2 separate regions of the Sus scrofa genome follow, and region 2 is linked to region 1. A link is a contact called in public HiChIP or PLAC-seq data. All regions are on one chromosome and are shown on one strand. The core of a region is the stretch at or near the end of the contact, and the rest is flanking DNA. Distances in the headings are between cores, read along the strand shown.

Region 1 (5,795 bases), core at 1,581-4,080:
TTTGATTACTTGACTACTGGCCAACCACAATATGTGTAAGACACTTTATGTGTAATTTTGGAGAGAAGACCCTCTCTATCCCCCTATTGCACTATTTTTGGAAACAAACCCTGCATTAAATTTTTCTCCTACAAAATTTCTAGTGTTAATCTATTGTACAGCTACGACTATGAAAAATTATTCTCCCTTTGTTTTAAACTACATTATTTTACTAGTAAATCAGGCACCACCATCCCCACAAAACATTTGTAGTGCTGGAAGTAACTTGGCTTATTTTCTGTACCTCGAAACATTAAATATGCAACCTAATAGTGAGATAGTGACAACTAGAAAAGATCCCACTTTGTATAATATCACTTCTATGCACTCTCAGAAAAGAACTAGACTAATAAAAGTGTGCAGTTTCTGTAGGGTTCAAAAATTTAGTGTGCTTTGGGAAACAGGGAGTTAAAAATCTTTTGGAAGTTAACTTGGAATAAGAGTATGAAAAGCCTCTGTTGCTCTAGTTCTAAGGAAATGCTTTCCTTTTTTTCTAATAAAGCTTTCTGCAGAAGACAAACTCTGTACACAATAAACAAGGTAAGTATAAAACAGAATTATAATTCATTAACTCAAAAAGTTACTCATTTTGACATGTAAAGGAAACTTTGTGGATAGTAGATGTGCTTCAAAGTGCTGATCAGTTAAAATTCCATAAAACAAGCCTTGAACTACAAGTCATTTGTGCCAGCTACAACTACAGGGCTGAAGCAGCATTTCCAAAGAGACTAGGGCAAAGGACAGAGCTAACCACACATTGGCAGAAAAGAAACAAAACATAATCGAGGGTTAATAATTCACCATAGCTACTGTTCTTAAAACTAAAATACCTGAACAATGCGACTGTCATCTGTTTACATTTATGCTTGTTTCTGGCATCTCTATACTGAAGTGTGCAGTGTACACGAATGGGGGTAGAAAATCAAAGGCTGCGGGGGCTTTTTCTGAAGTTAGAAAAGTAATTGTAATGCGCACAGTTTGATTTTATTACTATGCTTTCTCTATGCATTATAGTCTCTTAAAGGAAGAATACAGGTATTGGTTTATATTTAATATTTTGAAGCATTCACATTTATATTTCCTTCGTGTGTCTTGTTCGTAAGCTTATTTGTTTCCTGAGCACACTGTACCGACTGTTTACGTGAATTTGGAAAGAGAAAAATTAGGACTTTGGGGAAGCCAAAAATAACAGGGAGCACCCTATTGTTCTGTGAAAAACGCTGGACTTGGATTCAGAAAACCTGGGTCCCAGGCCAAGTTTTTCTCTTGAAAACTCGGGAACCTTAACCAAGTTATTTAACCTCTTTTTCCTTTACCCCTGCAATGAGATTGTCAGTACCTAACCCATCCTATCTCATAAACTGGACGTGTGAGCAAACTGAGATAACATATGTGGGCAAACATTATAAAATAAACTACTCTGCAGTTGTAATGATTTACTCTGGTTGTACCCTTTTCAAACAGTCTCCCATTACTAGCACATAGTGTTTTTCATACTTGAACGTATTTGACTTTCTGGATGGTTGAGCATGAAATCAAATCAGATTTGGCTCAGAGTCATTTCTCCAAAGGGACGTAATCATCTTAGTACATACAGTATTCTAGATGATTTCCCCTAAAACGACCCCCTCTTGAGCAACACATTCCAGTGGAAAGAGAGTCCCTGCTCCCAGTAAATTGGGCTGTGTCCACACAAACTCATATAATCTAGCATATCATAGTATATATAGCATGCCCCAGGACATTTTCAGGCATCTCAAAAACTTGAAAATTACTAACAGTTGTTTTTCCTTTCCTTTTCAGGCAAAGAGTGAGGAAGATCCCTAAGGAAGTCAACACAGAATCACCAATAACTTCATGAGAAAGAAAGCATGTTTCAAAGTAGCTTTTTACAGTGATCATGATTTGGTTCTTGTGTCTCTGACCATGAGAAAGCATTCTGGGGAGCTCTCATCGTGTCTCAGAGGATAATGAACCCGACTAGTATCCATGAGGATAGAGGTTCGATCCCTGGCCTCACTCAGTGAGTTAAAGATTCCACGTTGCTATGGCTGTGGCATAGGCTGGCAGCTGCAGCTCTGATTCAGCCCCTAGCCTGGGAACTTCCATATGCTGCGGATGCAGCCCTAAAAAGAAAAAAAAAAAAAAAAAAAGCATTTGCAAAGAAAGGAGGCTGGTTCCAGAGGAGCCCTCTGAGTTCTGCCTTTGGCTGTATGTAGAGATGAAATTCACGTGGCCTCTGATGATTTAAGCGGGGCTGGGGGGAGCTGCTGAACTCAATTCAGAGGAAGTGGTTTAAAGTGGAAACAGAAATACTGAATAATAACACGCACATCGTGGGCCACTTCTCTTTTATATTTTTGAGGATAAGAAAAATATAATCTATTTTTATTACTAAAACAGTAGTGAATGCACCATTAGATGACATTCTAGCTGAAGAGAAAACAGAAGTTTTGCATTAGTGTGAGATGCTAATTTTTATTGCATTTAGGTCTAACGACCATTTGAGGGAGTTAGAAGTTAAAGTAAACAGCTGTATCTCTAGTTGATCTCTGCATATTTTAATCCAAATATGGTAAAGGGCAGGGCTAAAGAAGGGAGTGTCCTTATAATAAACAAGGCTCAGAACTAACAGAAAATTAAAATATACTCCACTCAAGAGAACTCTGTACTTTGCACTTTGGTTAAAGTCTCATTTAGATTTAAATTTCTGAAGTTTGCTTAAGAAATTAAGTTTTCTTTGATCTCCTCCCTTCTGAATTGCAGAAATCAGATAAAACTACCTGATAAAATGACTTCTTGTCAAGTTGCTGAAGATCCCATAAAAAAGGTTGCTATATTTGGAGGAACTCATGGGAATGAGCTCACAGGAGTATTTCTAGTTAAGCACTGGCTGGAGAACAACACTGAGATTCAGAGAACAGGGCTGGAGGTAAAACCATTTATAACCAACCCAAGAGCAGTGGAGAAGTGCACCAGATATATTGACTGTGACCTGAATCGAGTTTTTGACCCTGAAAATCTTGGGTAAGACTGTTCTTATTTGTGTTGTATGTGTGTGCATGCACAGGGGTGTGTGTGTGTGTCTGTCTGTCTGTCTGAAAAGTAGTATGTGTGAGAGCATGTGTATGTGTATATGCATATGATATTCATATCCATACATACAGTTGCTCTTGTGAATAAGAGCACTTTCACTTTTAATCATACTCCATTATGAATTACTCAGTTATCTAAACTGAGCATTCATGTGCTCTTTTAGAAACTTTTTAAAACATCAGATGGTTTTTAACTGATTTTTCTTTTTAAATGTATTCTATGCAGACTGAAACAACAGATTACAGAAGCTTTTATTTTTTAAATCGTATCTGTAAAGAAGCAGATTTAATAGTCTTTTGCATTCCATTAATATTTGGCCATTATGCTTAGGTACATATTTGTTAGCTTTCTAGGTGGCACAATGCTCCTTTTTCTGCAACTATGTTTATGATGATGCCTAAAGTTCTAGTTAAGAAATGTGTAATGTTTCGACTAATATTTGTTGCATGAAAGAGTGAATAAATACCCTCAGAAAACATTAGTCCACTCTGTGATCTGAGGAGTAGATGTCCTACCTTCAGTGGGGATCACTGAGACCTGAATTTAAATTATAGTTGATGACACATTGCATACAATGTACATAACACTCTAGGTTTGTCCTTATTAATTATTTTTGCCTTTGTATACATCATTATAGCCACTACCAAAAATATATATGCCTATGAGCTTTTTACCACTTTTTTCTTTCATTTACATAAAAATATTATTAAACACCCACTCTTCACAGGGCGCTGTGCCAGGTATCATGGATATACAAAGCTATGTACAAAATGGTTTTTAATCTCAATGAGCTAACAGACTGCAAGCTAAGATATCAGTCATGTACAGAAACAACTACCATAGTACTGCTTTATGTACTCATTTTCTGTTAAATCCTAATTTGAGTTTAGAGAGTTGCTTCAATTTAATCCCATCACAGATCAAAAGATGGTTACCACATTCATACAAATTTGTCTCACTTTATGGAATAGACGTTTTCTGAGGCACTTATACATTAGTCATACCTTGTACATCAAACCATGTCTGAGGTTATATCGACACAATTAAAGTTTATCTATTCACCTAAAACATCTATTAACTAGCTCTTATATTACAAGTAAGGATTTGTTCAAGAATAACTTTTAGTTTGCATTGTTAACTTCCCAAGTAGCTCTGAGATGGACTAGAGTGAGTTTTCTTTTTTTTTTTTTCTTGGCTTTTTGCTATTTCTTTGGGCCGCTCCCACGGCATATGGAGGTTCCCAGGCTAGGGGTCGAATCGGAGCTGTAGCCACCGGCCTACGCCAGAGCCACAGCAACGCGGGATCCGAGCCGCATCTGCAACCTACACCACAGCTCACGGCAACACCAGATCCTTAACCCACTGAGCAAGGGCAGGGACCGAACCCGCAACCTCATGGTTCCTAGTCGGATTCGTTAACCACTGCGCCACGACGGGAACTCCCTGAGTTTTCTTTTTATGAGCATTCAGTAGCATGTATTTCAATGATAGTAGTCTTTTAAATTAAATTCACTTTCTTTTTTTTTTTTCTTTTTTTAAAGTTTTATTATAAATTCACTTTCTGGAGTTCCCTGGTGGCCAAGTTTTTGAGGATTCAGCATTGTCACTGCTGTGGCTTTGGTTCAATCCCTGACCTAGGAACATTTATCAGAGGCTAGACAGTTCTCTCTCAGGGTGGTTATGGAAACTTATGAACTAGATAAGTCAGTTACATTTTCCCATCCCCCATCTCCCAAATTTTGCTGCTTTTCCTATTTCCCCCATATCAGTGATACCACTTTTATGCACCAAATCACCTACAGAAATCATCTTAGAACCCTCCCCATTCCTCATCCCCTATGTCTAGAGGGATACTAAGTCTTCCAATTATTCAAGTATTGAATAATTTTTTTTTGTCTTTTTGCCATTTCTTGGGCCACTCCCGAAGCATATGGGAGGGTCCCCGGCTAGGGGTCTAATGGGAGCTGTAGCTGCCAGCCTACGTCAGAGCCACAGCAACAGCGGGATCCGAGCAGCGTCTGCGACCTACACCACAGCTCACAGCAAGGTCGGATCCTTAACCCACTGAGCAAGGCCAGGGACTGAACCCACAACCTCATGAATCCTAGTCGGATTCGTTAACCACTGCGCCACGACGGGAACTCCCTCAAGTATTGAATAATTGAAAGTATTTTGCATATCTAATCTTCCTCTCTATTTTCACTGCCTTACTTTATTTCTTCTGTGGATGGTTAGAGTAATCTCCTAAAGAATCTTTGCGCATCCGGCCTTACTACTACCTATTGTCTGTGTGGTAGTAGCCTTAAGAATCATCCTAATGTGTAAATCTGGTCATGTGTTTCCCATGCTAAAAATTCTTCAAAAATCTCTTATCCAGATAGATTTAAGTAACTTAGCATAGCTGCCATTATTCCCTTTAGGATCTTGTCCCTGCCTATTCCATCAGCCTCATCCCTTGGGACTCTGGGACCTTGATTCCAGGCATGGGAACTCAAAGTATCTATTATCTTTCAAAACTTCAAGCCTTGACTCTGAGCAACTGGGTGGCTGGAGGTGCCATTTACTCACATGGGGAAGAATTTTAGATGCACATCAGTTGGTGAGGGGAAACTCATGAAGCTGTGTGAATTAACTTTTAAAGTGCATAAGTACCCATTAAG
Region 2 (5,795 bases), core at 1,915-4,414, 150 kb after region 1:
CTCAGGCCTCTGTGCCCCACGGAGAGGTCCCCAGACCCCCTCACCTTGTCTGTCTTATCTTCTGAGAAAGGATTCTGAGAGGGATCCTGGTCAATTCCACCTCCAATGCTGAAGCCCAGGATTAAGTTCTCACCTTGACGCAGCTTATGAATTTCAACTCTTTGCTAGCAAAGATAAAAAACGAGTTGGGGGCGAGTGGGTGTAGAGAATGTGGCCTGTGTCTCCAGCAGCAGCCTCAGGCAGCTGGGTAGGCTCGGAGCCATGCCACAGAGGTGGGGCCCAGGATCTCCTGCAGGAAGCCAGCTATTCACCAGCCTGGGAGGCTGGGGGGTTAAGGCTCAGAACTCAGCCACACCAACCCACCCACACAACCCTTCTCCCTAACCTCTCCCAGCTTCCTACGTCACAGGTACCAGCCTTCTTAACACAGACTAAGCCCCTCCTGGCTCTTGAGCCAGGATGCTGTGGCTGTTCCGGATGGGGTCTTTGTCCCAGGGGAGGGAACACAGGGGCAAGAGGGGTCAAGCTCTGAACAAAACATGTAGGCACCTTGCTGAGGCCAGCTCAGATTGCTAAGCCAGCCCTGTTGAGGGTGAGACAGGAGATGCTTTAGAACAGCGGGGATCAGACTTGCACAGAAGGGAGGAAGAGCTGTCCTGGCCAAGAGAACAGGAGCAGAGGCTCGAAGGTGCTGTGGCTACATTTCCTTGAGACGGGAGTGTATGGCACAGGACCAGAACCGGGAGGCGAGGTAAGGCTGAGGCGAGATGCATTAGACTGGTGAGTGCAGGGCCAGGAGACCAGCCTAAGGGACAGGACATCTCCCTAAGCCCCGGGGCCCTGCTATTGTGCAGTGTAGGAGGTGGATGCAGGGCCCAGGGCACCCTCACCACACGGTGAGATTGTGGACCCCAACGGTGCCAGGCTCCTTTCAAAGCCCTCAGCAGGCACCTTCCAGACCAGATGACCACCCCACACCCCCCAAAGTTGAGAGTTTTAACAGGAAGAAGGAAAAAACAAAGTAAAAGGCAACTGCATGTGACCTGATCTGGATCTGAGGGGCTTCATGAAGGAGGGGCCGTTTGTACCAGGCCTTGGGCTGACCAGGAGTTTGGCCACCTGACCTTGATTTTGGACCCACTGGAGCTCCCAGGAGTTGGGGAGTAGGGCTGACGGTAGATCATGGTCAGGTTTGATGCTGAAACGACCACCCAGGCAGTAAGGCAACAGATGTCTCACAGAGGTGGGACATCTCCGGATGGCCCATCATGCAGAGGCGGCAAGGGGAGCACCCAGCCAGCCATCTGGCCCCGCCTGGCTGAACACAACCATCTCCCAGATGTGGATCCCAGAGAAGGAGCATGTTGAGCTGGAGAACCAAGAGCTGTCCAGGTAGGTGTCCAGAAGGTGGACGAACCTATGGACCCAGAGTTCAGCGAAGAGGCCAAATGGTTTTAACACTGTCACAGCGTTAAGTATGTGGGAGAGGGCCTGGGGTAGGGAGGAGCCTCTTCCACCCCATCCCGGATCCAGGACACAGGAGGGAGAAGCCAGGCCCCACCCACCATATTCAAACATGTTCCTAGAGAAGAACCAGGGGGTCATGGTCCTAAAACTTAGAGGAAGGCCCAGGGGCCAGGAGAGACATGTGAGAAAGGGGAGCAGGAAGCATGACACCTGAGGCCTGCAGGACCTAGGTCCTCGTGTGTAAGAGTGTGAGCTCCTCCAGGCCTGCTCCACCTCTGGGGACACCTCTGACCCATCTCCAAGGTCTGGACTGGGAGACAAGGCCCCATCACTGACCTCCTGGGTGAGGTCAGGGAGGCTCCTGCCTCTTTGGTTCCCCACCTGCACTCCCTTTTTTCTAGCTAAAGAGCAAACCTGACCCCTTCTCTCTGGGGCAGCTAGAAGGCTGGAAAAGCCAAGCCGGTGCAGCCAGGGTGAAGCTGAGGACAGCTGTCAGCAGTCCAGGCCTGAGCTGGTGTGCTAAGCTCACCCTCACATGGCAGCTTTATCAGTGGCTCCCTGGTCACACCACCTGGCTGCTGGAGTCCCCAACACGCCCATCTGGATACTGCAGCCAGTGGCAGGGCCCTTAGGGCTACGACTTCCATCTGACCCATTCCTTGCCCAGCAGGCATTTCTGCTCAGAGATCTGGGTCCTTCTTGAAGCCTTCTTTACATGGCTGGGCATGGCCAGACATCTCTCTGGGACTCAATTTCCCCACCTCAGCCATGGAATGGGTCTCCAGGCCCCATCCAGCTGTGACATTGGCGTCTGAGTCTAATGTCCCAACTTCTCTGCCTATTCTCATAGCACTTGGCACCCAAGATGAACCAAGAGGGCAACCAGGGGCCTGAGCCGACCCCGAAGGGTCTCCTCAGGCCCCAAGTGCCAGGAGGGTGACCTGGGCTTTGCCCCAAGAGTTGTTTGGGGATCCAGGGAAAGTTCGGAGCGGGATCAAGTCAGTTGTATGAGCCTTCACTCTGGACCGACTGACTGTGCGTCCGAGAAGGCAAGGCTAGATGGGAGGGGTTGTAGGACTGTTACTCAGGCTCCGGCTACCTCCACCCGCAAGTCTTGGGCGGCGGCGCCGGCTGGAGCGGAGGAAGCACTTCCTCATTCCAGAGGCTGCGACTCATGGACTTTGGATCCGGCGCCCGCCCCCCGCGGCTACCCAGCTGGGGACACAGGCCTGGGAAGGGGACGCTTCCTAGACTCCCACAGCCGGGGCCTTTTCCCTCAGTAAGAAGAGTCCAGAGCGGCGGCGGCGGCGAGCAGGATCTGGCCTTGATCCCGGGTCTTCAGGAAGCTCGTGGGTCCCAGCCACCTCTTGCCTGGCTGGGGAAGACCACGGCTCCTGTCCCGCAGAGCGGGAACCGGAGCTCTGGCTGCGGGTTTGCAGGAGTCCCGGGTTCGACGCTTTGTCAACCTGTTTGGTGTATCAATTTACCTATCTGCAAAGTGGGGGCAAGCCAAAACTAGGAAGAGCCCGAGCGAGCGCACTCACCACCACGGCGGTGACCGGCTGGCCCGGAATGTAGGACATCTCGACCCCAATCTGGAAGCCAAGCGCCGCTCCCCGAAGCCTGCAGCGAGAATCCCGGTGGCCGCGCCCTCTCTGGTTAACAAAGGCTGCACGGCCCAGCCCGCCCCCTTATGAATAGTTAACAAGACTCCAGCGAATCACCTGCCGGAGCGCTGTCCGGCTCTCGGAAGTTCCCGTGCGTGCGTAGAAAAGCGGGGAAGTGGGTGGTGCGTGCTTGAGGCGTCCTCAGTGCGTGCGCCAGAGGCGGAGGGGGGGCGGGGAGCGAGGCCTTGGCGCGTGCGCAGCCTGGGCCTTCCCAGCATCCTCTGCGCAAGATGGCGTCGCGGGAGTCCCTGCTCTAGGCTGTCTGAGGGAACGTCGAGTGACTACCTCCGCCGCCGCGTTCCAGGTAAGTGGCCGAGTCTAGGCGGGAAATGCAGCTATGCGGCCAGCCGTCCCGAACCCTCAGCTTTCTCAGCGTTTTTCGAAGGTCCGAGACGCTGGGGGCGGGGAGGTGGTGCGAAGTCTTGGCAGCCCTAGGGAAAGGGGCGGCGTGAACCCAACTCGCCAGGCTCTGGGCGCTACTTGTAACGTGGTTCTCTCCGCAGCCCCGCGTTGCTTCGGGAGAAAGCAGAGGCCGAGTCCGGGTGGGTGCGATGGCCGCTGTGGTGGTCAAGCGGGAAGGGCCGCCGTTCATCAGTGAGGCCGCTGTGCGGGGCAACGCCGCCGTCCTGGATTACTGCCGGACCTCGGTGTCGGCGCTGTCGGGGGCCACGGCCGGCATCCTCGGCCTCACCGGCCTGTACGGTTTCATCTTCTACCTGCTCGCCTCCATCCTGCTCTCTTTGCTCTTAATTCTCAAGGCGGGAAGGAGGTGGAACAAATATTTTAAGTCGCGAAGACCTCTCTTTACAGGAGGTCTCATTGGAGGCCTCTTCACCTACGTCCTGTTCTGGACATTCCTCTACGGCATGGTGCACGTCTACTGAAAGGAGGGCAGGGATGACTTCTTTTTGAAAAGCAGATTGGGAGGACGGTTGCCGGAAATTAACAGCGTGTAGACTTACCTAGTTTTTAAATTGTTGGATTCGCTGCTTGTTCTGTAACGTTATGAATAATTTATATCTGAAGACGAAGAGCCTGTACTGTTCTTCAGATTAAATGAAGCGTGAGACCCTTTGTGGAGTTTTTTTCCTACCTTAAAGCGCCGCGCTCCGCGTCCCCGTCCCCCCGTCCCCCCCCCCCTCCCGCCGCTGTGGGTGCAGAATCGCCGGGTTTTGACTCTGGGAGAGCTCTCTGACTGCGCCTTAGCTTTCTTTCATTTCCTTGCATTGACACATGGGCTATTCGCAGAGGGGTCACTAAGGCCTAAATAAGAGAACTTATTAACATCCCGAGAACTAATAACAGTCAATACTTATTAAGTGTGCTCTATATACCAGGCATTGTACTGCGCACCTTTCACACTCATTTCTTTTTCTTTTTTTTTTTTTTGCTTTTATTAGGGCCGCACCTGTGGCATATGGAAGTTGCCAGGCTAGGGGTCGAATCAGAGCTGCAGCTGCCGACCTACCTCACAGCCACAGCAACTTGGGATCTGATCCGCATCTCTGACCTGCACCACAGCTCATGGCAGTGCCTGGATCCTTAACCCACTGAGCGAGGCCAGGGATTGAACAGGCATCCTGGTAGATACTAGTTGGGTTTGTTACCGCTGAGCCACAATGGGAACTCCTACACTCAATCTCATTCTAGCAGTATTCTTATGCAGTAGATTGATTCTTAGCCCCCACTGATGAATCTGAGGCTCAGAGAAGTTAAATACCTCTACCATAGGAGGCATAGCTAGGAAAAGGCAGAGCCAGGATTTCAGTGTAGGTCTTTTAATTGCCCGTACTGAATTATTTGAGTATATCTTTTCAGAGCCCAGTCTTCCCTCCCACTAACCACACCTTTCAGTTGTGAGTGGTGTCGTTTCAGTTCCATTTCACCAAGTCAGAGCTAGCTGTTGTTTCCATTTAAAAAATAAGTAAGTTCAGGGAGTTCTCATTGTAGCTCAGCAGTAACAAACCCAGCTAGTGTCCATGAGGACTCAGGTTCCGATCCCTGGCCTCACTCGGTTAAAGAATCTGGCGTTGCCATGAGCTGTGATGTAGATCTCAGGTGCGGCTGGGATCTGGCATTACTGTAGCTATGGCGTAGGCTGGCAGCTGCAGCTCTGATTTGACCCCTAGCCTGGGAGCTTCCATATACTGCAGGTGTGGCCCTAAAAAGAAAAAAAAAAAAAAAAAAAAAAAGGAAAAAAAGAGGTAAATTCAAGTTCTTTTGTGGTGCAGCCAGTTAAGGATCTGACGTTATCACTACTCAGGTGGCTGCTATTGTGCGGTTTCGATCCCTGGCCCTGGAACTTCAACGTGCCATGAGTGTGGCCAAAAAGAAAAAAAGAGAAATAAATTCAAGCTCTTTCTTCTAGACTGTGTCTAGTGAAGATTAAACAGACAATGGTTAAGCTAAACTTTGGGCTTGTCTAGAGTGTAAATGCCTCTGTCTCTATGTTAATCCATGATCCCTTCTTGTCAGGAGGATTATTTTAGAATAAAGTGCATACATTTAATTGAGAAATAAAATATGGTAGTAGAGTTAAGTAATGAGCATTTGCTTGTGGAATGTATAGTCTTAACTGGGAAGACTAGTAATACTTGTTTTCACAAATATTCAAATTATGGTAAGTGCTATGAAGAGCGTACACAGAAGCCCCAGACCTAG

The links. HiChIP or PLAC-seq counts read pairs in DNA pulled down with a chosen protein or histone mark.
Region 2: a contact with region 1 is called in an H3K27ac HiChIP or PLAC-seq map of skeletal muscle, with 2.6 times the contacts expected there. The contact joins the promoter of TAX1BP3 here to the promoter of ASPA in region 1. A contact is called at or near these places in 1 of 5 promoter capture datasets (liver) and 1 of 2 datasets of contacts at active chromatin or transcription factors (skeletal muscle).

What each region holds. Positions count from the first base shown.
Region 1 is chr12:49,610,015-49,615,809 of Sscrofa11.1, forward strand. It overlaps ASPA (aspartoacylase), which reads left to right and starts at 2,831. Exons shown (of 6, transcript NM_001123077.1): 1 at 2,831-3,066. The coding sequence starts at 2,831.
Region 2 is chr12:49,755,862-49,761,656 of Sscrofa11.1, forward strand. TAX1BP3 (tax1-binding protein 3) reads right to left here and starts at 3,165. Exons shown (of 4, transcript XM_003131848.3): 1 at 3,012-3,165; 2 at 45-164. The coding sequence starts at 3,050. It overlaps EMC6 (ER membrane protein complex subunit 6), which reads left to right and starts at 3,292. Exons shown (of 2, transcript XM_005669120.3): 1 at 3,292-3,438; 2 at 3,638-4,208. The coding sequence starts at 3,686. The coding sequence ends at 4,018.